4 separate regions of the Mus musculus genome follow, and regions 1, 3 and 4 are each linked to region 2. Evidence: chromatin contacts called from public ChIA-PET and promoter capture Hi-C data. All regions are on one chromosome and are shown on one strand. The core of a region is the stretch at or near the end of the contact, and the rest is flanking DNA. Distances in the headings are between cores, read along the strand shown.

The links. Promoter capture Hi-C pulls out the DNA fragments that hold promoters and counts their contacts. ChIA-PET counts read pairs in DNA pulled down with a chosen protein or histone mark.
Region 1: an RNA polymerase II ChIA-PET map of memory CD8 T cells shows a contact between it and region 2, with 15 read pairs. The contact joins the promoter of Was here to the promoter of Plp2 in region 2. A contact is called at or near these places in 5 of 39 promoter capture datasets (cranial neural crest, embryonic stem cells, liver and 2 more), 2 of 115 datasets of contacts at active chromatin or transcription factors (memory CD8 T cells and pancreatic cancer cells) and 3 of 9 other capture datasets (adipose tissue, liver and pancreatic islet).
Region 3: a promoter capture Hi-C map of pre-B cells shows a contact between it and region 2, with 3 times the contacts expected there. The contact joins the promoter of Rbm3os here to the promoter of Plp2 in region 2. A contact is called at or near these places in 6 of 39 promoter capture datasets (the C10 cell line, fetal liver, liver and 1 more) and 2 of 115 datasets of contacts at active chromatin or transcription factors (effector CD8 T cells and memory CD8 T cells).
Region 4: a contact with region 2 is called in a promoter capture Hi-C map of embryonic stem cells, with 3 times the contacts expected there. The contact joins the promoter of Usp27x here to the promoter of Plp2 in region 2. A contact is called at or near these places in 5 of 39 promoter capture datasets (the SN4741 cell line, cranial neural crest, embryonic stem cells and 1 more), 1 of 484 Hi-C or Micro-C datasets (embryonic stem cells), 7 of 115 datasets of contacts at active chromatin or transcription factors (the NIH/3T3 cell line, embryonic forebrain, embryonic midbrain and 3 more) and 2 of 9 other capture datasets (liver and macrophages).

What each region holds. Positions count from the first base shown.
Region 1 is chrX:8,086,489-8,091,837 of GRCm38.p6, forward strand. Was (Wiskott-Aldrich syndrome) reads right to left here and starts at 4,003. Exons shown (of 12, transcript NM_009515.2): 1 at 3,803-4,003; 2 at 3,356-3,496; 3 at 2,768-2,854; 4 at 2,548-2,650; 5 at 2,386-2,427; 6 at 2,236-2,289; 7 at 1,273-1,447; 8 at 442-484; 9 at 76-229. The coding sequence starts at 3,940.
Region 2 is chrX:7,668,083-7,674,001 of GRCm38.p6, forward strand. Plp2 (proteolipid protein 2) reads right to left here and starts at 3,308. Exons shown (of 5, transcript NM_019755.5): 1 at 3,061-3,308; 2 at 1,521-1,676; 3 at 1,333-1,428; 4 at 845-935; 5 at 1-424. The coding sequence starts at 3,156. The coding sequence ends at 405. Prickle3 (prickle planar cell polarity protein 3) reads left to right here. Exons shown (of 9, transcript NM_001290624.1): 9 at 1-104. It overlaps Magix (MAGI family member, X-linked), which reads right to left. Exons shown (of 6, transcript NM_018832.2): 6 at 5,084-5,919.
Region 3 is chrX:8,142,892-8,148,735 of GRCm38.p6, forward strand. Rbm3os (RNA binding motif protein 3, opposite strand) reads left to right here and starts at 2,536. Exons shown (of 3, transcript NR_033561.1): 1 at 2,536-2,840; 2 at 3,601-3,727; 3 at 4,665-5,073. Rbm3 (RNA binding motif (RNP1, RRM) protein 3) reads right to left here and starts at 2,989. Exons shown (of 7, transcript NM_001166410.2): 1 at 2,747-2,989; 2 at 2,064-2,181; 3 at 1,682-1,788; 4 at 957-1,056; 5 at 767-860; 6 at 360-438; 7 at 1-64. The coding sequence starts at 2,166. The coding sequence ends at 381.
Region 4 is chrX:7,371,723-7,377,780 of GRCm38.p6, forward strand. It overlaps Usp27x (ubiquitin specific peptidase 27, X chromosome), which reads right to left and starts at 4,108. Exons shown (of 1, transcript NM_019461.4): 1 at 869-4,108. The coding sequence starts at 3,139. The coding sequence ends at 1,823. It overlaps Gm14379 (predicted gene 14379), which reads left to right and starts at 4,203. Exons shown (of 2, transcript NR_026741.1): 1 at 4,203-4,561; 2 at 4,802-6,058.

The DNA.
Region 1 (5,349 bases), core at 2,753-5,252, 420 kb after region 2:
CCCGGCTTGAGCTTCATTTTTTTCTTACACATTTCTAGGATAACAACCTTCAGGACCAGAGAAGAAGGTGCTTACCTTGGCGCCTCATCTCCTGCCGGACAGCCTCTAGACCTCCCTGGTCCTCAATAAAATCGTAGATGAGCTTGGAGGTCTCTGCGTCAGTGAGCTGGGCCTCGCTGATTCCTGCCCTGGAGAACAAGCTCCGCAGATCCGGGTCTAGGTTGTTCACCTGCTCCAGCGGGAACCAAAGGGCAGAGCAGAGTTAAAAGCAGAAAGTGAATTAGGAAGGGGTACAGATTATCACCATAGCCAGAACAGCCAAGTATCCAAGAGGGCTATGGGAAGGGCTCGGTCTGGATATGGGCTCTGAGCCTTGGTCAATGGGAGAGTATGTGGAAGTTGGGTGGGGCTCGGGGGGGGGGCGTCTTTGGAGCTACTCACATCAAATCCATTCTGGGGATCCCAGCCCACGTGGCTGACATGTCTAGAGAAGGGAAAGGGATGGCAATCAAGCCCCAGGGTCCTCTTTACCCCTTGTCCTCTCCTTCCCAGAGGGCCTCCAAAAAGCCAGAGCAAGTGAGCGAATATTTTGGTTACCATTCATCTGTCAGACCATGGCTTGGCCATGTCCCTGTCCCTCCGCCCATCTGCTCAAATTTTACAAATTTGCCCACCAATTTCTCTTTTCATCTTTGCCTACCCATCTACTCCCATATTTACTTTTTTCCTTCCTCCCTGCTGCTCTTTCCTCTTCCTCTTCCTCTTCCTCCTCCTCCTCCCCTCCTCCACTTTCTTTCTCATCTGTGGGCTGTTTTCTTTTTTTAAAAGACTTATTTATTTTATGTATATGAGCACACTGTAGCTGTCTTCAGACACACCCGAAGAGGGCATCAGATCCCATTACAGATGGTTGTGAGCCACCATGAACCCTTGTCCATAATGCTTCTTTCTCAAAGGTGCTGAGATTACAGGAGTGCCCCACCACACTTGGCAATCCATTTGCATTTTTACATGTTCTCTCCACATGTGTGTTAACTCATCATACGCTATCCATTCACCCACTTGACTGTCCAGTTTATCTATCCCTGCATAATCTATCTGTATCGTCATCCACTCACCCACCCATCTACCTACCCACTCCTACCAATCACCTGCGCGTTCATTCTTCAGCCCATTAATTAATTCTTCCCATTCACCCATCTGCCTGTGTTTCCCTCTGCTCAGCTCAGATGCTTTCCCACCCATTGGGATCCTACGGGAAGAAGTTCTCACTTGAATCCACTCGGTGCTCCGATATCAGCTTTGCTGATCTTCTTTTTCCCTGAGCGTTTCTTATCAGTTGGGCCAGGGCCAGGTGCAGGGAGCCCACGGTATCGTGAACTTGTGATGTCAGGGTTCTGAATGTCGACCGTCACAAGTCCTAGAGATAGTGGACCACCTGATGGGCCTGTGGAAAAATGGTGAATGAACCACTGGCCAACGCACTTACTAGCCGAAGCCCAGGGGCAAGAAATAGAAAGCTCATTGGAGAAGTTTGTGGATATGTTTGATGGACATGGAGGAAACAGATGAGAGAGGTCTAAACAAGGCCTACAGAGCGGTGGATGGATCCCAAAAAAACACTGAAAGAGTCACCAATTCATGTGTCTTTACCATTCAAGTACTGACTCATCCATTCTCTGGCTGGTTGGCTAAAAAGCTTATTAAGTTATTCATTCATTCACACCTAATCATTTGATCTTCCTTGGATAGAATATTCTCTCATCCCACTTTTGTGATTGAATTCTTTAAATGTATATTATGTGTGTGTGCGTGCAAGGCACATGTGTGGAGGTCAGAGGACAACTTTGTGGAATTGTTTCTTTCCTATCTTTATGTGGATTCTGGGGCTAGAACGATGGTGTCTAGGCTTGGTGGCAAGCGCTGTTCCATCTCAGCGGCCCTCTTTGTCCACTGTTCATCTGTTTACATGCCCATTCATGAATTCTCTGAACCACCTATTCATTACTTAAATGCAAGTAAGTTTTCATCCATTTACCCAAATACTCATGTACCTATTTATCTATAAGCCATCATCAGTCCATCTCCCAATTTAGCCATGTCTGCCACCAATCTATCACCGTGCTCATCTGTCCACCCACCATCCACCTCTTTATGAATTTACAGACAGACTCAAGTACTCATTCATCTACTAACCCCCACCATCTCTCCAGTGATGTGAGAATTGCCACTTACCCCCATGATCTCCACCCGGGTGTGGGGGCACAGGTGGGAGCCCTCCTCTTCTCTCTGGAAAAATGGAATGAGTTCAGATCTGCCCTAATCTTGCTCCCCCACATCTCTGGGTTAGTTCTTCATAACCTTTATTTGAACGAGAGGACTCACCCTCATTGATTGGTGCTGGTGGTGGTGGTAGCTGGCGTCTTTCTGTGGTTAAATAGGGTGGACTGAGAGCCAAAACCATGAGAGGGGCTTTTCCAGCCTCACACCCGTGCACTCACCTCTGTCTAACCTACCTCCCCCCAATTCCCACCAAGGCCTCCTTACCTCCGCTTTGCCTCTGATTCCTTTTTTGTATCTTCTCCTGCACCAAGGCCCGGAAGGCCTGGGCTTCACTCTCATCCGCAAAGTTCAGTCCTACTTGACAGTCCTATACATGCCTTGGGGTCAGCAAACTTCTAGTACGCCCCCCACATCCCCGGGACTTTCTCATCTCCTCCCCATCCCCCCCAACTGCAGCGCAAGGATGCACAAGCTGCTCACTTACATCTCCAGCAAAAGTGTGGAAGAACGGGGTGGGAGTGAGATAAACCAGCTGAGAGTACAGCTCCTGTTCCCAGAGTAGCCGACCAGCCTGGAAAGTGGGGGGAGGTGCATGCTGAAATCCAGGCATCTTGGGTGGCAGACCACTGGAGCATGGTGTCCAGGTTTGGTGTCCCGGGGTTTTATTTAAAGCTCTTCAGCTTCAGCTCACTATCAGAGTTTGGGTTCTAGGTGTCTGAGAGTCAGACACCGATATGAGAGATATGGGTTTGGGAGCCAAAGCCTATATGTAGGAGTTGAAGGCTCCACGTTGTGAATTTAAGATTCCAGTTCTAAGAGTATTCAACATGATTTAGAACATATTTGAGGCTGAGGCTCAGGTATTTGTGGAGCAGATCTAAGTCTTGATATAAACCTTCTGAGGTCCGTCTTCTTAGACTCAGAATGAGAAAAACACAACTTGGGATCTGTATTGGTCTTTGGTTCTGGAGCTCAGGGGGTCACTGATATGAGTGAAGGCTTGGAGCTGTGGACAAAAACTGGTTTTGTAAGTTGGGAACTAGCTTTCCTGTCCAGTGGGGCATGGGGTCACCTGTAGGCCATAAAGGCGGATGAAGTAGGACTTCTGAGGGTTATCCTTCACGAAGCACACAGCCCCGCAGTGTTCCATGGTCCAGTGCTCAGCTCCAGGGGGCAGTGCCAGGTAGAGCTGAACAACTGTGGTAGCCAGTGTCTAGGAGGGGAGAGCAGGGGTCAGTGCAGTGTGCTCATGGGTCACCAGGCCTGGTCCTTGCCTGCCTGTGGCTTTCATGAGCTTGGGGAAAGAGCTGTAGCCAGGAGGAAGGGGAGTAGACATCAAGATAATGGGGAGTGAGTGAATCTGAGGAGAGGAGATGGGGAGAAGGGGGATACAGGGATGATGGGAACAAGGAGAAGGGAAATATGGGTAAGAGGAGGAAGCAGAACGGGGAAGAAGAAGTAGAGAGGAAGAAGAGGAGAGGGAGGGAGACTGGGAGGACCAGGAGATCTCCCAACTCACCCAGCATTTTCGGCCAAGAAGCTCAAAGAGTCTCTGGTTTTCATGGTCCTGGAGGAGGTTGGAAGGAATGTTCTGCTGAACGGCTGGTCCCCCTCGGCCCCCAGGCCTGCCTCCTACAGGGCCAGGGCCACTATTCATGCTGCCTTCTGCCTTAGTCCTCTCCAGCTAAGCTCTGGGTGCAGGGTAAGAAGAGGAACTTCCGCAGTGAGCAGGGGAACAGGAAGTACAATAAACCACAAGGGAAATAAGTCCTCCAGGGCCCCCCAGAGGGCCTGTTCTCCTCTCTAGGACAGGCATGGGCCCTCCTCCATTTGCGTGGCTAGATCCAAGTTTGTAATGAGCTCAGGGCATCTTCCTTTCTTCTTTCTTCCCAACGTCCTCTCCCTTTTTGTGCGGGGCCATTTCCTTCTGACAGGCTTAGATCAGCCTTGCTCTAGTCGGACACTGAGGGAGAGCTACGCCATCTGCAGAGCTTCTCCTTCAGGGTAGCTACGCAGAGAGTAGTCACAAGTCTGTGTAGCCTCCTTCCGTCTTCCAAAAGCACCGACTTGGCCTGGGGTTGAATCTAAGGCTCCAGGTGCTAAAGGGCCATTGCATTACAGCTTTTCCTTTTAAAGGCATATTGAGCCGGGCGTGGTGGCGCACACCTTTGACCCCAGCACTCAGGAGGCAGAGACAGGCAGATTTCTGAGTTCGAGGCCAGCCTGGTCTACAAAGTGAGTTCCAGGACAGCCAGGGCTATACAGAGAAACCCTGTCTCGAAAAACCAAAAAAAAAAAAAAAAAAAAAAAAAAAAAGGCATATGAACTAATCTCTAGCTTTGGACGTTGCCAATGATATAGAAGGCCATGACTCACTTCCCCATCTTTTACTCTTGCCCCCTGTAGCTCCCTAATTACTTTCTTTTTCATTTATTTATTTCATGTATGCGGGTACACTGTCGCTGTCTTCAGACACACCAGGAGAGGGCATTGGATCTTCATTACAGATGCTGTGAGCCACCATGTGGTTTCTGGGATTTGAACTCAGGACCTCTGGAAGAACAGTCAGTGCTCTTAATCACTGAGCCATCTCTCCAGACCCCAATTACTTTCTTTTGTAAAATTTATTTTTATTTTATGCGCCTTGGTGTTTTGCCTACATGTATGTCTGTGTGAGGGTGTCAGAGTTACAGACAGTCCTGAGCTGCCATGTGTGTTCTGGGATTTGAACCTATGTCCTCTGGAAGAGCAGTCAGTGCTCTTAACCACTCAACAATCTCTCTAGCCTAAACTCAGACCCCCACCCCTTTTTTGTTTTTTGTTTTTGTTTTATTTGGTTTTTGTTTTGTTTTGCTTTGCTTTGCTTTGCTTTTGTTTGTTTGTTTGTTTGTTTGTTTGTTTTGAGACACGTTTTCCCTGTGTAGAGCCCTGGCTGTCCTAAAACTCACTCTATAGACCAGGCTGGCCTTGAACTCACAGAGATCCATCTGCCTCTGCCTTCTGAGTGCTGGGATTAAAGGCCTGTATCACCATGCCTGGCCCTAATTACTTTCTTTTCAATCTCAT
Region 2 (5,919 bases), core at 2,058-4,557:
GTACTGCAGAGCAAAGGGGAATCTAGGCACACCCATAAAGGTGGCCACACCCAGATGGGTTGATTGGCAGGCTGGAAGACAAAACTCCCAATAAAGGCACTTTTACAGGGATGTAGCTCAGTGGAGAATACTTGCCTAGTATGCACACGGCTCTAGGTTCAATCTCTTGTACCATAAGCACTTTCAATGGGGTCAGAGAATTGGCTGGAGTGTTGTGGAAACCGGAGAAGGAATTGTTTTAGAGACAGGATCTCACTGTGTAGCCCTGGCCTCAAACTCACAGGGATCCACCTGCCTCTGCCTCCTGAGAGCTTGGAGGAAAGGCGAGCACCACCACCGCCCGACAGGAGGAAAGTTTTTGATGGAGGAGCTATTGACAGGTAGCAGAGACAGCTGAAAGACGATCACGGGCCATCAGTGGGGTCTGCAGGAGGAAGAAAGAAAGCATCGATGAATCTAGAGGCCTATTTATACAGACAGGAATGCTGACACATGGCATTTCATGACACAAAAGACATTAAGAATCAATAAGGGACACAGTTGGCAGTCATATCTTCCCCTAGGAGGTCCTTTTCCTTTTTCTTCCTTTTTTTTCCCTTAATTTTTTTTTTTTTAAAAACAAAAAAACCAAAAACAACAACAAAAAAACAGGTTCTAACTATGTATACCTCTGGCTGTCCTGGAACTTACTATATTGACCAAGCTGGCTTTGAACTCACAGAGATCTGCCTCCAGGGTGCTGGGATTAAAGGTGTTTGCTCCCACTGCCCAGCCCTTTTGTTTGTTTCTGCTCTCAGTGTTCATGCACACACGTGTGCACATACGTGTACACACACACACTTACCAGTGGGAGCTGCTGTATGTCTTTGCTGCTTTAGAGGGAAGGTGATGTATGCATCGTAGCCAAAGAGCAACGTAGCAAGTAAGCCCAGTATCTGGATAGATAGGAGTGAAGAGACTGGATTAGGGGGCATTGCTACTGAGCCCCCATGTCTTTGTATCCACCTCCAGGGAGGGGCCCTTGTAGGTTAGTGACGCCAGTCTCATGCTAGGAAGGCTGGAAACCTCTGGGACTGGTCAGAAGTCTGAATGCTTACTACCTCCCCATCTCCCCAATACCTCTCAGCACAGGACAGACACCCCCATTGCCCCATATGCAGAGGGCTTGCTTCCTACAACTAGAGACAAAGTTCTAGCACGTGGTAGTCTAACAGGTTGACAAAGGGGCTGCCTTTGCCTCTCACAAGATCTGTGTCTGACAAGGGACAGTGTTTTCACACCAAATGATCCTTGCTGCGGCCAGACTTTGCATCTGTTTCTTGGGCCCCTTACCCCAGCGACAACTCTGGAGCTGCCTCTTCCTTCTACAAGGACAACAATGGAGGTGATCAGGTACAGGATGGTTGCTATGAGGGATCTGAAGAAGTCCTGCGAAGTGGGCCAAGAAAAAGGTGAGAGCTGCAGACCATTCCAACGTCCCAACCCCTGCCCAGCCCCGGCACTGCCGGCCCCTTTCTCACAGTCCAAGGCCAGTTGATGAATGATATCTTGGAGTGCAGGTCACACGTGTAGAAGACAAGTAAGACAGCAGCACAGATCATCTCAATCACCGACAGGGAGGAGTAGGCCGATGTTGTAGATGCACTGAAGCAAATCAAGATCACCAGGCACAGTATCTGAGAGGGGAGCAACGGAGCTCAATCAGCCACGGGTTAAAAGCAATGGTTTAAATTAGAAAAGAGGGAGCCGGGCTTGGTGGCGCACGCCTTTAATCCCAGCACTCAGGAGGCAGAGGCAGGCGGATTTCTGAGTTCGAGGCCAGCCTGGTCTACAGAGTGAGTTCCAGGGCAGCCAAGGCTATCTATACAGAGAAACCCTGTTTTGAAAAACAAAAAAACAAACAAAAAAAAATTAGAAAAGAGGGCTCTCAAACCTAAATATCCATGGGGGAGGGGAGGAAATCTACTTTCCAAGATGTAGCTCAGTGGCTGAGCATTTGCATAACATATGCAAGGCCCTAGGTTGCACCCACGCTCCAGAGACGGTAGGGGAGGATGGGGAAGAAAGAGAAAAAAAAAAAACATTTTTCTCAAATAACTACCAGGAGTGAGAAAATGACATCTGATAATTACGAAACACCTCTCGCATGCTCAGTGTTCTTCCAAGCATTGTCTAAGGGCTTTACACGTCGTATTCCACTTAATCATCACGAGAATCTAATGAGCTAGATACATTTATTTTACACAGGAGGAAAGTGAGTCACAGAGAGGTTAAGTGGCTTGCCCAGGGTCAACCAGTAAGAAAAATGCCGAATTATGTGCTTCAGTTCTCCTTTCCCTGAGGGGAGTGGCTCTGCCAGGTGTTTTGTGAGCGCTTGTGGCGCCAGCGTCCATGCCTTGAGGGGGAGGGACGTTCGGTTCCCCAGGCAACCCCTTTGGGAAGGGGGGGGGGGGAGACTGACACTAGAAGGGCAGGGCTCCGTTAAAGGAACCGCACCTCTTTTATGAGTGACCCAAAGGCGGTGCCCACTTGGAGGGGGATGGAAAAACCAAGGTTCCCTATAACCATCCAAAGAGCAAAGGACCTCCCATCCAGTCCCAAATGGGCAAGGAAGAACTGGCGAAGTGTGGAACGCCCTACCCTAGAGGGGACTAGCTCTACCCCACCCCAACAGGCCCCGCCTTTAGGCGCACTGCCAGCCCGCCAGCTAGTGCCCAGGCCGGCCACGCCCTGCCACGAGAGGCTCCCACTCCCCAGGACCCCTTCTCTCCGACCACTATGAACCTACACCCACACACGCACCCACACATCCCCAGCCCCCAACATTAGTTATAGATAACTCACCTCACCAGTGAACCACCAGCTCTCCACCCCTTCGCCCATGCCCCACCGAACGCCCTGCATCTTGGCTGGCTTCGACCCTCCTCCACAAACTCACCCACCTGCATCCCACTGGCAAGCAGCTGGACCACGTGCCTGCCTCAACCGCCACAGTCCCGTACCCAGTGGTCCAGCCTGCACACTCAGCCTCTACCCAACCTCCGGCCGGGGAACACTCACAATCTCAGCAAACAGGAGAATTCCCTTTTTGGTGCGCGAGAAGCTGGTGCAGGCTAACCAGCAGCCGGGGGCCGAGAGACGCTCAGAATCCGCCATGGTGGTGTACTGGAGTCCCTGGGACGCAGAAGCTCTGCTTTCTGGCTCACGGGTTCGAGGTCGCTGCACACCCAGCCGTCTGTCCCGCCGTCTGGCCGGGAAGGGGGCCCCCCGGGCAAAGGAGGGAATGAATCACCGCGCCTAGCAAAGCAGGCGGGGCCGGAGGGGGCCGGGCCAGGTGGAGGCCGCCCCGGAAGCCCCCTTTGCCCTGCGGCCGAAGACGATACGGGTCCCGCACACAGCCTTATCTACAAGGTGCCTGGAAACTCCAGGTACCAGGAGCAAGAATATGTAGACCCTTCACTTTTTCTTTCTTTCTTTCTTTCTTTCTTTCTTTCTTTCTTTCTTTCTTTCTTTCTTTCCTTCTTTCTTTCTTTCTTTCTTTCTTTTTAATGCAAAAGAGCTACCGAGGGAATCTGGCTTTGGAAGGGAGTGACTCGATTTTCTACTTTTGAACTTAGCCAAAAGGTCAAGAAGTAATAGTTTCCTTAGCTGAAAAAGGGGTAGCTGAGGCCCTGTTTAAACTCGAAATTCTCGAGGCCAGGTATGTTTCCTGAATTCGGAGTGCTCTGAATTTTAAAAAGTTTTCCCTTTGCATAGAGCAGTGGTTCTCCACCTGTGAGTAAGGACCCCTTTGGGGTCCAACGATCCTTTCACAGGGGTCCCTTGAGATCATCAGAAAACACAGATGTTTACACTGCAATTCCTAACAGTAACAAAAATGCACTTATGAAGTGGCAGCAAAAATAATGTCGTGGTCAGGAGTCCTACAGCATGAGGAACTGTATTAAAGGGTCGCAGTTTTAGGGAGGTTGAGAACCACCTAACAGGCAGGGTCTGAGGTAGTAAGACTTAATTCCCCCTGGATCTGGTGTAATTGTTCACAATAAGTGAGATGAATAAAAATTGAAAGGTGTTTCTGATTGGGTCAGGTCAGGTTCTGTAGTCAACTGGTACCAAACTGGGATGAGGAGGATGCAGTCAGTTCCCAGAGTTTGGGCAGTGGTGGTGACAGTGCTGCAGAGACTGGGAACGGAACCTGGTGATCGACCTGGTGGATACTAGTGACTATATCATCAGTCTGCTTCGAGCCTAGCCCCCCCAGTAACCCGTGCTGGCCAATTCCAGGCAAGACTTCTTCTCGGCCTCGGTACTGGACCTCTGTTTTATGGTTCTGAGAAGAGAGGCCAAACAAGCTTTAGGGAAAGACTAGAGAAAGCACACATTTTTGCTGAGAGTTGGGCAAGGTAAGGGGATGGTCTTTGAGTATAATTTGGGGTACAAACGTTGACTTTTTGAGGTGTGTTCCTAAGCAATTAATTAATTCCTTCTGGCCTTCGTCGTGTCTAACTCTGAGACATGTGCCTGGTTACCTGAAATCAGGACACTCCCCCCACCCCAATGTGTTCTGGACATTGGTTTATACTCAAGTATAACGCAATCACTGAAAGGCTAGAATTCACCCTAAGGTCCTGCCTGCCCCGCCCCAAACATAGGTCCCTTCCAAATGAAGAAAGGGGTTCCCTTTTACAGTCACCATTGTTGAGAGAATGCCTGAGTAATGGAAAGGTTGAAACATTTTCCCCAGTGTTGAGTGCCTGCATTCAAGCAGGGACAAATACCTGAACTTGTGGAACATGACAAACTTAGCTCTGGCCTCTGTACTCGCCGTTCTCATAACTGTCGTGCCCCTCCCCCACAGCGTTGGCTTCATTTGGCTTCTGGTCTTTCAGGTTCCACTTCAAAAGCTGTGTCTTCAAGCAGGCTAGCAGCCCACCACCCCTCCCACAGTCTAGCTGGTCCTTTTTGCTTTGATGTTGTTTGTTTGAGCCAGTCTCTCACTGGGTAGTCCAGCATGGCTTAGAACTCGTGATCCTCTTGTCTTGGCTGGCCACGTGGAGAAATTACAGGAATACAACAATCTCCAGCCATAACCTTTATTATTATTATCATTATTATTATTATTTCTGTAACTATCAATTCTCTTGGAAGTTATCTTTTATGGATTCTTGTCATTCTTGTCTGACACTGGTCTACTTTTACTATCCCTGGAGTCACTGTAGAACTACTCTAGAGCAGGTATATGGTCGAGGTTCAACTGGGACTTGTCAAATACGGTTAAGATTATGAGGAAAGGCTTCCAAACCAAGCTTTAACTAATCCTGCTTTGAGCTCTCCACCATCCAGTCTATTTGCGATCGCTGGGCCTCGTTTTCCCCCTTTGGGAAATGACCTAATGCTGAGTAGGCATGTAAGTAGATGAAATAAAAACCCCCATTAAAGCTAGTAGCAGGGTAAAGCTAAACTAAGTAAATGGTGGCTGAGGTTACTATATTAGTCCCCTGGGTGTGGCTGTTTAGGAACTGTGTACTAGAACCCTTTCCTGACTTCTGGGGAACCATACTCCCACTGTACTCTGAGTCACATGTCACCACACACTAACACTTCAAGTGCTCACTTTTTTATACCCCAGCTGCTAGCTGTCCCTGTTCGGATTGCAGTCTGCCCCACCCCACCCCCACTGCCACCTGAGACTCAGGACCTGTCATTTCTCCCCTTCCCCCCCTCCTCCTTATGGGGTGGGGGGGAAAGTTGCCTGTTTAGACCACAACTTCCCTCTTTGGGGGATGGGATTGAGGATGCAGGATGTGGTTAGCAGCAAGGTGACTGGACATTTGTAGCATTGGCCAGGACCTGCTTTGTGGCTCCCTGGGTTGGAGTCTACTGTCCATATAAGCTTTTGACAGTAGGATTCAACTCCCA
Region 3 (5,844 bases), core at 1,286-3,785, 470 kb after region 2:
AATCTTTATAAATACAGCAATTTGCAAGGACGATCCTGGATCAGAAGTGTTATTCCTTGTGTATCTGAGAATAGTAAGAGGTAGAATTTTGATGTCAGGAAGAAACAGACTGATAACACGCTTACCTCCCAGAGTTGATAAAGATGCAGCATACCACCTCTTTTATTTCTACCATGCCCCGCCTCCGCCCCCCCTTCAACTAGCTCTGGCATGCATGTAACAGCAAGAGCACCCAAGTGGCTGGGTTAGGCATCAAGGCAGCAGAGATAAAGGGCAGTGTGGCGAGAAGAAAAGCAAAAGGGAGAAGAGGGTCTGATGATAACAGGTTGACGCAATGCCAATCTTCAGGTCTCACCTACATTTTGTGTGCATGCCCCATCTCAGTTGTCATAATTGTCTCTGTAATTTCCTCCTGAGTAGCGGTCATAGCCACCCTGGCTTCTGGGAAAAAGCGATATTGTTTTACAAGAATGTATTCTACATTGTAGACATTAAACACTAAAAACTATACATGTCATGTTTCATAATAGCAGATTCACAATAGAAATGTTAGTCAGTTTTCAGGTGATGGAGACTGTATTCTTGAGATTGGTACATGGTGGGCACGGGCAATTGACCTTTGATATATCCAAGCCACATAATACTCTTAAAAAATGTATAATAAACAGGATACATAAAATATGAGCACTATGTAAAATTCCCATTTTCAGCATAAACTAGATTTAAAAACACTGGTACCTGACTATCCCAACCTCTCAATACCCACCTGCCACTGTAGTCTCTAGACCGCCCATACCCATATCCATATCCTCCAGGACGACTGTCATATCTTCCACTTCCATATCCCTGGTCTCCACCACCTACAGAAAAATATTCAAATAGTAGCTGTTCAGACATAGGCTCTTAACATTAAATAGCGCTACTTAATCTCATAATCAAACCATGACTGCACTTACCTCTAGAGTAACTGCGACCACGCCCACCAAAGGCACCCCCTCTGGATCCCCTGGCAGACTTTCCTGCATGATCAACTCGGATTTGGCGCCCATCCAGGGACTAGGTATGGGAAGGAGACAGACACAAGGAATTGTCAGTCACAGTAGGGATGAGGGAAGAATGGGCACAGGCAGGTAGGTGTAGGCAAGAGCCCAGAAATTCCTGCTGGGCACCAAATTCTGGGTGCCTCGTCCAAGCCAAGCTCCGCTGACCAGAATGGCTTCACCAGGAGCTATGGAATCCCACAAAAAGACCTGAATCCACCGGTCTCCCCTGCTACTACTTACATCTTGACTGAACTCAGGCTGACGTATCCTCCCCACTCCTCTAAGCTGCCCGACTATTAGGGCTAGACACCTCTCTCGGTCTGAGGCTTCAGAGTCCATCCCAGCAGACTCACGAGGTCCTCTCCGGTCCTCTGCCAGGCCCACAGCTCTGCAGACTCTACTACCTAAGCCCAGAGCAGGTCAACCATCCACAGGTGGCTTCTCCGCCTCATGCAGGACCAGTCGTCGCCTCCCAGGCAGCCCGGCTCTGTCTGCCGCTGCCCTCCACCCCCTAGAACAGAAGGCAGTCATGCTCCTGTGAGTGGCCACGCTGCCCCTGGCAGACATAGAGGGAAAACAGAAAGAACGAAGAAAGTGGCAGACAGGGAGACGGCCCCTGTGCAGGCAGGAGGCCTCACCTCTCCATTCATAGCTCTCATCGCATCTGAGGCATGCTCTGGGTTTGTGAAGGTGATGAAGCCAAAACCCCGGGATCTTTGAGTCTCCCGGTCCTTGACAACAACCACTGGGGGAGGGGCAGAAAGACAAATGTTAGAACCCTAACATCTAAGTAGAAAGTAATAGCCAGGCACAGCCACAGATCAAATAGCACTTGGGAGAATTAGGACCCCGCCAACCCCCCCGCTCCTGTTTAAAAAAAAAAAAATCCTGTATCCAACTGAATTTATTTCAGCCTAACCGTTACCGTACAGACATGGAAGTTAAAGAGAATTTCAGGTTTTAGTTCTAGACTAGCTCTTCTCCACCAACCCTCAACCCCGGGGCTGGTCCATGGCTCACCCTCAGAGATAGGCCCAAAGCTGCTGAAGTGGTCTTCAAGTGCCTGTTCATCGGTGTTGAAGTTGAGCCCTCCTACGAAGAGTTTCCCTTCTTCAGACGACATGGCAGAAGGCAAGTCCTAAAGGGAGTGCACGAATTATTGGGGAGTCAATGTGGCAGGTAGTGAGGTGTACAATATCCGGATACAGAGAATTACAGCGAAGACAGAAAATGGGTTAAAAGAGACAATTCAAATGGCAAGAGGCTCGGGAGCAGAAAAGGCGGGAACCAGCAAGGCTGGGTGAGCCCATCCGCCATTTGATGACTCCTATCGCGCATGCCCACAACATCCCAGGCTGCCACGCCCGTCATTTTGTACGGTCGCGCAGGCCTACAGCAGCATTGCATTTCCTCTTTCCCCGCAGAACAAGATGGCGGCGGTCACGTGGGAAGGGACAGCCGGTACAGGTTGGCGCGTGGTCCCCGCCGCCGCCCGAGCCCGTGCCTTCCGGCATTTCTCCCGTTCCGATGCAGCACGCCCGCCTCACAATGAATACATTTTTGCCTTCGAGCCTGGGACTAACCCTCCTCAAAGCTCAAGCCCACATATCAGCGGCCACAACTCTTCCTGCCCTCGTCCCTCGCCCATAGAGGGCAAGGAAGTGAGGTGGGGAACGAGCGCTGAGCAAGGCGAAGGCGCTTACCTGGAAATTAAAAGTCAGAGGACGGCAGAGACGACGAGCTCGAAGGAACCGGGAGAACAGAGAGACTGCGGCGCGGGAAGACGCCTGATAAAGCGTGCGTAGCCGAGACGTCACACAACGTCCCCCAGCGCGCCCTGGCGTGCGTGCTCATTGGTTGAGGCCAGCGGGGGGGGGGGGTTGGGAAGAGGACGAGGAAGGCGGAGGCAGCAATTTGCCTCGCCGCTTCCGGGAATCGAGAGGAGCTTTATGAGTTCAGTGCGTTCTCCTATAAGCATCTCCTTTCTGCCCGAGAGACTGGCCCCCTTTCCATCTCAAACGGTTGGATCCATAGAGCCTTTTCCTCCCTGACGTCATTTTCAGTGTTTTTGACGTCATCTCTCCCTTTCCATAGGAAGTCCTAACTGACAGTAGGTCGGTGCCAGCGAACTGCCGTCCTCAGAAACCAATCTTTTCTTTTTAGACCTTTAACTGCATATCCCTTAAGGCCCCGAGGCCTTCAGAGTTCTTCCTGTCAAACCTTACATTTCCGAATGCTTAGCCCCTCCTCCTAACATATAGCTGTGTGTTAGCGGACTCCTTCCCTTGGTGTCATCCTCTGACTTAAGTTTGCATCCTTATCTGACAGTCTCTTTACGCCTGATAATGCGTTCAGCAAGCCAGGTAGCCTAGCTTCAAAGGATGCAAATCTCAATCCACTAAACGAATTTTACTCTCTATTCGGGATACTGGGTCTTGATCGAAAGGATGAACTTTTGCAGTACATAATGAAATCCATAGCAAGTAGTGTCTAAGTCCACTGCCTGACGATGTGATCTTTCCCAGCCTTCAGTGCCTAATAACTTGTTTGCCTCCAGGAACTCTACATTGTTGACTCCTAGAATAAATTTGTTCAACATTGTAAAGGCCTGCCTCCCACTCCTCCACCAACCCCACCACAAATCGATTTGCTACCCTTTGGATGCCATTCATCTGTAATTCCTGGTAAGCTTATTCCCACATTTCTCAGTGATTTTCATGGATTTTTATTAAATTTGTAAGTAGTTATCTTTAGTTGAATACTTTTTGTTGTTCTAATATTTCTCACCCTGTGGTCTGTCCCTCACTGTATGCTCAGGTCACCCTGGAACTCATAAAACTTTTGCCTCAGCCTCTTCAGTGCTGGGATCATCACCACAACCAGCGTGTCTGTACTTTTAAAGAAATCCTCCCTGCCCAGGTCCCAAAGATACTCTTCTGCAGCTTATTACGTTAGCTGTATACTTTTGCTTTTAGTTTAAGGTCCTCAGTCCTTCTATAGGGTTCAGCTCAGTGGCAGAGTGCCTTCCTAGTATGTGCAAGTCCCTTGGCTTATATCCCAACAAAGAGAGAGAGCTGTGTCTGCTTTTACTGTGCCATTGAACCAGATGCCTCATCACCATCTATCAGAAAACTGAGGCAGGGTTGTGAATTGGAGCTTTAACAAGTTCCAGGCTAACTTTAGCTAGCCTATGGTGAGACCCCGTATTCAAATAAGCAAACAAAAATTGGATGATTTTTGAAATTGCATTTAATGTAGAGTTGAGAATAACGTCATATTACGTGAGGGTTTAAGGTATGTGCACACTGATACTGTTCCCATTAAGATCTGGCACTTTAGTTGGGTATGATAACTTAGACCAGAAATCCTAGCACTTGGGGAGCCTGGAGCAGTAGGTTCTTGCATTTAAGGCCAGCCTGGGCTACCTAATTAGTTACACCCATCTGCCAAACTCCCAAGAAAAACGCCAGACAAAAGAATTGGAGCCTAGTTCTCTTGCCCCTTGAGTATGGACTGGACTTAGGGGAGCAATTATAATGTGCAAAATAATTGAAGCACAAGTCAGAGTGTGTCGTGACTGGGTCGCTGAAAGGCACTTTGGTTTTCTGTTCTCTCATGCAGGCTGAGCTTTCTGTGACATGTTTGCTGGTTTATCAAGAGCAGTCCTAAAGAGGGGACTAAAGTGACACGGAACTGTGATATACTGCCAAGAGGTACAGGAACAGGCCTTCCTAGAAGTGGATCCACACCTACACTACTGTGTAGGCTGACACCTGGATGGATGGTATATGAATGCTATGAATCAGAGTCACCTAGCTAGGCCAATCCCAGAACCCCGACCGTCTAAAACCACAGATGTTTGTTTTGTCTTGAGACTGTGTAACTCAATTTGTGAATTGGTGCTTAGTTCCCTTGCCCCTTGAGCCTCACACAGGCTCGAACTTAATGCATGCAGCAGCATGCCTGATATACTCATTAAGCTTTGTGCTAATTTGATATCAATAGATACCTAATACATCTTCCCAGCAAAGAGCATGAAATATCTTTATTTACATCACACACACACACACACACACACACACACACACACACACACACAGAGCAAGTGTAGGGAAGGGAGGGAGACAGGGTCTCTATGTAGACAGGGTCTGTATGTATTCTAGGTTGGCCTGGACCTCACCGCATAGCCCAGGATAGCTTCACACTCTCAATCCTCCTACCTAGCACTACAGATGTGCATCACTGTGACTAACTTTATCTATTTATTTGAAAATGGGATATTGCTAAGTCCCCTAAGAGGGCTCAAACTCCTGGGCTCAAGTCATCCTGCTTCAGCTTCTGGAGAGGTGAGACTAAAGATAACTATCGACTAATTTTGGTTTTGTTTGTTTGTCTGTTTTTGTAGATAAGTGTCTTACTATATAGCCTGGCTGGCTAGGAATTTGCTATATAGACTAGGCTGGCCTCTAACTTACAGAGATCTGCCTGCCTTTACCAAGTGTTAAGATTAAAGATATGTGCTACCATACCCAGCTAGACAAATGCTTAGCTACACCCACAGCCTTTAATATTGATACTCCTGAGTTTACCAAGGCCTTTTTTGTGCCCTAACAGTATGTAATTTTGTAACTGCTAATATAAAAGGTGTTTTTCTCACTTATGTTGGAAGATTAGATAGACACCGTGTTAGCTGTTCTTTTGTCAACATGACACAAGCGGGGCATCTGGGCAAAGGGAACCCCACGTGAGAAAATGTTTCGCTTAGATTGACCTGTAGGCAAGCCTGTGGGGGCATTTTCTT
Region 4 (6,058 bases), core at 2,858-5,357, 300 kb before region 2:
CCAGGAACTATGTGCCAGGGGCTGAAGATGTAACCCAGGATCCAAAAGAAACCGCTGCTCCTGCCTTCACAAGGACTCAGATGTGCTAGGAGATATAGCTCAGGGGCAGAGTGCTTGCCTAGCACATGCAAGGCCCTGGGTTCAACCCTATATCAAAATAAACAAAAATTATGAGATCAATGGATTCTACCCACAACCATCTAAGCCTGTATTTCCAAATGAGTTGGCCACTAAGTAAACTTGGGAAGCTGTTGGGAACCCCACCCCTTTTATTAGAGACAATGGATCCAATGCCCATGCATCTGATCCACATTGAGCTAAGTCCCAGGACTTTCCAGGCAACAGCTACTTTTTGTAACCAGGGCTGAGGAAAGGATGCACAGAGTTTTCCCTATCCCGAGGTCTTCCCATCTGTTTCAGCTTACCTCTCTCCAGGCTGCTCTGTCCAGTGGAGCAAGCCATTCTGCCAGCATCGCTAAGCTGATGGAGCCCCGAATTTTGGAAGTCTTCTGATCTCTGCTTGCTGGTAAATACTGGAGCTACGCTCACAATGCTTTCTGAAGGCACAACAAAACACCCCAAACCACCAAACACTATCGGGTGGATGCCTGAGTCATTAAAACAATGTCATTGTCTTTCTAAAGGGACAAAATGTGATAGTTGTGCTCCTCTGCCCCCAATCAATCAGAGGTATGACACTGATTATGGTGGCCTATACACAACAGTGGGGTCCATGCCCTGGGGAGAATTAAGATTGATCTTGTTTATGACTGCATGTGACATGGTGGTGTCATTTCTGTCCACAGGTCTCAGGTGGGATTGGTATTCACCTCCGATACATTCTGGCCCAGTCCAAATAAAATTCAGATTCAGAGCCAACAAACAGTTTACTGAGTCTCTACAAAGTTCCAAGCCTTTGACTTTGACACATTGTATATCATTTATCTTTAACAGCGACCCTTTAAGGTAGGAATTATCTGCATGATACAGATGAGAAAAGAATCACAAAGAGGTTCACTGATTTGCTCAAGTACATCATACAGCTTTAAAAAAAATACACACATACACACACACATAAACACACACACATACACACACACCTACACTGTCAGCTGAGGCCTGTCCTTGTTAATTGCTTATCTTACAGCATTTCTAGCCCTCTCTACTTTTGGAGCATCTGCCGCTCCCCTTCCATAAGCCTGGTTATTTCTTCTTTCGCTAGCCCAGGTGAGCTTTCTTGTTTTTAATACTGCATTTCATAGCACAAAAATCACGAATACAAAGAAACTGGCAAAGGTGTTTGTCAATGAGATATCCTCGCCTCCTCCATGTCTCTGCTTTCATCCCCATGTACACAATGGGCTACATTTTAAGAAACTTTTTCATTCCCCTCCCCCCACAAACATGTGGCTGTTACATGATTGGTCAATTGAAGCTGAGACACCCATGGAGAAAGATGTTTTACAGTTACAAGGGCACACACACACCCCAACACCACCCCCCTCCCCCCTACACCTTCCCACACAATCTTTTGGAGGAATATAGGATATGAACCAGTGTCACAATTTCCCTGCTCTGCCTACCCTTCCCCATCCAGAACACTCCTGCCACTTAATTTCCTTCACATGACTGCTTAGGCTAGAGCCTCTTCTCCCTCCCCTCCTATTTATTTCTCTTCTGATCAGGACTTTTTGGGACACTGGATACTGTTCAATTCTTACTCAGCAAGGCCCATCGGCCTCAGTCACATAGATCAATTAAATCTCGATGCCTGGTGTAGTACTGGTGTCATCTTCCATTCTAGGTAGGCCTGTGTGGTGCTTCAGTAGGCTTGTGGAGTCATTTCTTTCACCTTTTCTGGCTCAGGTTCCAGGACCTGTTTGTGATAGAACAGTAAATACCCTTCACTGTCCAGCACATCCTTAATACTGGCCTTGGTGATTACGGCATCATCACACTTGAACCACTGGTCCCTGTGGTGCCGAATGAAGCTGGTGTAGTGGCCACTCTCCAAGGTTCCTTGGTGATTAACCACAGCAAACAAGGAATACTTATTCTCGTTGTTCGCACTATTGGTTGGGAGCTGCAACTGTCCATTCACCCGGGTCTCTTTACTTGACGCCATAAATGGTGTCATATCCAGCTCCAGAGGAAAGGAAATGTACGTAGTGATCTTGCGCCTCTGTTTCGCTGAGTGTTCAAACCGTTTGAAATGAAAGCAGGCAACTACTGGTAACTTCTTCATAGTGAGCTGTTTGGTAGATTCTTGGTAGCTTTGGCAACTACCACACTTGATTTTGGCACTACTTCCTAAGTGCTCTGGCCTTGTAAACCTTCGCAAGCAGTCCGTGAGAGTGGTGATGCCTGGGATGTGGCTTTCGCCATTCAAACTGCTCTCCCTCCCAGGGCTCATGGGCCAGAAGGATGTGCAAGAGCCAGGCAAGTCCAGACTAATGTCCCAGCATGGGTCTATAGTGGTGGAGACACCATGGCAGGCTTGACAGGTGACATCGGACTGCAGGCCACCTGTGAAGATTTGGTCTATGATGCAGTTACAGTGGTTGGGGTTGCTGGCCACCTTGCCAACATCGTCACCTTTGCAGTGCCTATGCAGGACATCTAGCGCAGCGATGAGGAACTCGTGGGCATCCTGCTGCCTGTACCCTGCTAGATGACGAGCGTGTATCCACACCAGGTGCAGTAACTTATAGGGCACATGAGGAGATGGGTTTCCAGAATACAGCTCCCGAAAGAGCGACGACATCTCACAGACCAGACACAACTCAGGGCTGGGCATTTCACACCGGTGCCTGTCAGAGAGAAAGAAATCTCTCAGTATTGGAGTGTGGGTCAAGGCCTGGACAATGCAGTTCATAAAACACGTGTTGCCAAGATTAATTAGTCCTCGTAAGCCGATGGTAAAGCTGGAGGCGATCCTTCTTCTCCGTGGGTTGTGCCCCAGAAGTTCTAGTTCAGGTTTGGTCGTTTCCCAGGTGGGATATTTCTCCCCAAGTCCCGGCACTGAACACTGTTGCTGAGAAACCTCTGTCGAGGTGGACGCTTGTAATTTCAAGGCTTCTCCTTGCTCTTCTTTGGCAATTTGCTCAATGTCTATGTCATACACATAGTCTTTACACATGAAGCAGTATATGCCTCCATAATAAAGATCTACCGCTAAGTTGTGCTGTTTTGTCTCAGCGTGCTCGTGGATGTGTTTCTCTGTGAAGCAGCCAAAGAAGACGCAGGAAAGGCAAGAGTGGAGTCTGTTTAAATGGGTGCCACACACATGGCAGACGCACGACTTTGCCTTGCTTTTCCTGGTCTCTGGGGTTCCACACCACACGAAGCACTGGTAGATAACCCGCAATTCCTGCCTCCAGTTCTCTCCCACCTTAAAGCTGTTCACGTGGGAACAACCTGGTGGCCCCACAGCAAAATCCACATCCAGGCATCCGCCCCCAGGACCACGCCGGGGCCGGGGCCGGGGTGGGGGCCGTGGCCTAGGCTGCGGCGGGGTACGAAGCCTAGTCTGGGGCCGGGGCCGGGGTCGGCGGCGCGGGGCACGACTGCGACGCGGAGAGGGATCAGGGGGCCGCGGAGGGTCGGAGGGAAGGGTGGGGGGAGGAACCTCGTCGCCGCTGCCGCCAACACCGCTCTGCGCTGGGTTCTCATCCTTCGGCTCCTTCTCGGGCTGCCTCTCAGGCTCAGGCTCAGGCTCAGGCTCAGGCTCAGGCTCAGGCTCCTGTAAGGGCTCGGGTTCGGGCTCCGGCTCGGGCTCCGGCTTCTGTTCGGGTTCCGGCTCCGGCTGGGGCTCGGGCTCGGGCTCCGGCTCGGGCTCTGGCTGGGGCTCCGGCTCGGGCTCCCGCTCCGGCTCCGGCTCGGGCTCCCGCTCGGGCTCCCGCTCGGGCTCCGGCTCGGGCTCCGGCTCGGGCTCCTGCTCCAGCTCCAGCTTGAGCTCAGCCCCGCGGCCCGGACCCTCCGCGATCTCCACCTTCCCGGTGGCGTCCACCTTCCCTGCTGTCTCCACCTTCCCGGTGGCGTCCACCTTCCCGGCCGCCTCCACCTTCCCCTCCACCTTCTCCGCCTCCACCTTCCTCTATGCCTTCTCTCCCGTCTCCGCCGTCTCCGCCTCCTCCAGCCTCCTCCGCCTCCACTGGCTGCGACTCCTCCCCCTGCTCGTGGGGCTCGGGCGGCCACTGGGCGTGGTGGCGCGGGGGCCACGCAGACCTGGGGTGTCCCCGTCCGGACTGAGGGAGCGCGGTGGTTGTGGCAGCTGGACCCAAAAGGGACTTTCACTGAAGGAGGCGGCAGCGGAAGCAGGCGACGCCCCCGGGAATGCTCCCGCCGAAGCCCCCTAGCGGAGGCCGCTTCTGCAGCCAGGCCCCGTTTCCTTTAATTCAATATTTCCCAAACTTGCTGGTTCACGACAATCACGTGGGGGAGCGTGTTAAAATTACAGATTCCTCGGCTCCACCCGCAGGCCTACTGAATCAGACTCTTGAAGGGAGGTACTCCGGAACCTGGATCTCTAACTAGGGCCGGAGAAACTGCTAGTGATCAGGCAAGTTTGGGAAACACAGCTCTAATTCATTGAGGCTGGCGGGAAGTGGGGCGGGGACCGCGCAGTCTCTTTAAGGCGCTTCCAGCTCTCCGCTCCAATCGCTGCTCTGACCCCCTAGGCGGTCTCCTCCCCTCTAGTACTGCCCTCAAGGGTGCAGCTTCCCCTAGCCTGTGGGGCGGGGGGCCCGAAGGGTTGTCTTGTCTAGAAACGTTTCTGAGGCCATAAAATATCCCTTCACAGTCTGGTACTTGAGAATAAAGGCGGGAGCTCCGACATCCATCATTCCAGCGGCTGAACCTGCCTCCAGCAGCTGAACGTACCCCCAACATGTCTCAGTCTCCCCCTCTAGGTCCAACTCCTGCTCTCCCAGAAACGATGAAGCTCAAACTTTACTGGGGACCAGCCTGAACCCCAGATCTAGAGGGACAACAGTGCTCCCAAGGCCGCTCCACCTGAAGGGACATGTCTCTTTGAGAAACTTATCAGCCCATCCTGTGCTGGCTCCTTGCCTCCCACTCAGGCTCCAAAGGCCCTGGGTGGGATGACTGGTTGACAGCTGGCCTCCAGATACAGCACTCCAGATACTGAGCAGCCTGTGGGCAGAAACAGTCACTCCAAGGCCAGCAGGGGAAACCAGACACTGCAAGGCTGTTCCTACAGGTTGCACCTCCCTTACGCTGCAAGGAACCCAAACTACAAAGTCTGAGACCCATAAGATTTAGCAGAGTCTTGGGTGGGCAGCACGTAGGAATAAAGCGGGTATCTTTGGAGCTGCCAGTGAGGAGAGAGTCTGGGGGCCTGCTGTATGAAAAGCAGCATCATAGAGCCCAGGAAGAATGAGTCCAGAACAAACAGCTCAGGTCTTGGGCAGAGTGGGGATGTCAGAAGCAGCTGCAACTGCTGCTTCTGGAGGGTGCAGCCAAAGGCAGGGATCAGCACGTGGGGAGAGAGTGAGCTAAGAAGAGTCCAGTGCCTCAGTGTGACAGCCGGCTGTACCTGGTGCACATGGATGGTCCTACTCTAGGGGGCTCTGCTGTCTACAAAGCATCCCTGGTCAGCATTGGAAATCAGCCTCCACCTGAGTCATGCTTCATAGAGGAAGCAAAGACATACTCCTTGGGGATTAGTCAGGGAGCTGGAGCCCTTATGGAGGCTGTGTGGTTCCTAGCTAGCCTAAGGCTACCTTAGTGCCTGCCTTCCCTAAGTCAGCTCTGTTTTCAATTCCTTGAAGTGTCCTTCCAACAAATGCCTGCCCTTTGTCACCTGCAACTAGAGGAAGTCCAACCAGTATGGCTACCAAAGGAATGATGCAGCTGCTAAGAATGACTGAGCTCATGGAGCACGAGTGAAGAAGGCAAGGAAGGAGAACGTTCATCCTATCCTCACAGGCTACCAACCAACAAAGAAATCTAAAGATCGCCATGCTTAGGAGTCCTGCTGCTGAATAATGGCTATGTAACCCAGTTGCCCCACTACTCATCAGCTTCCTGTGAAGCT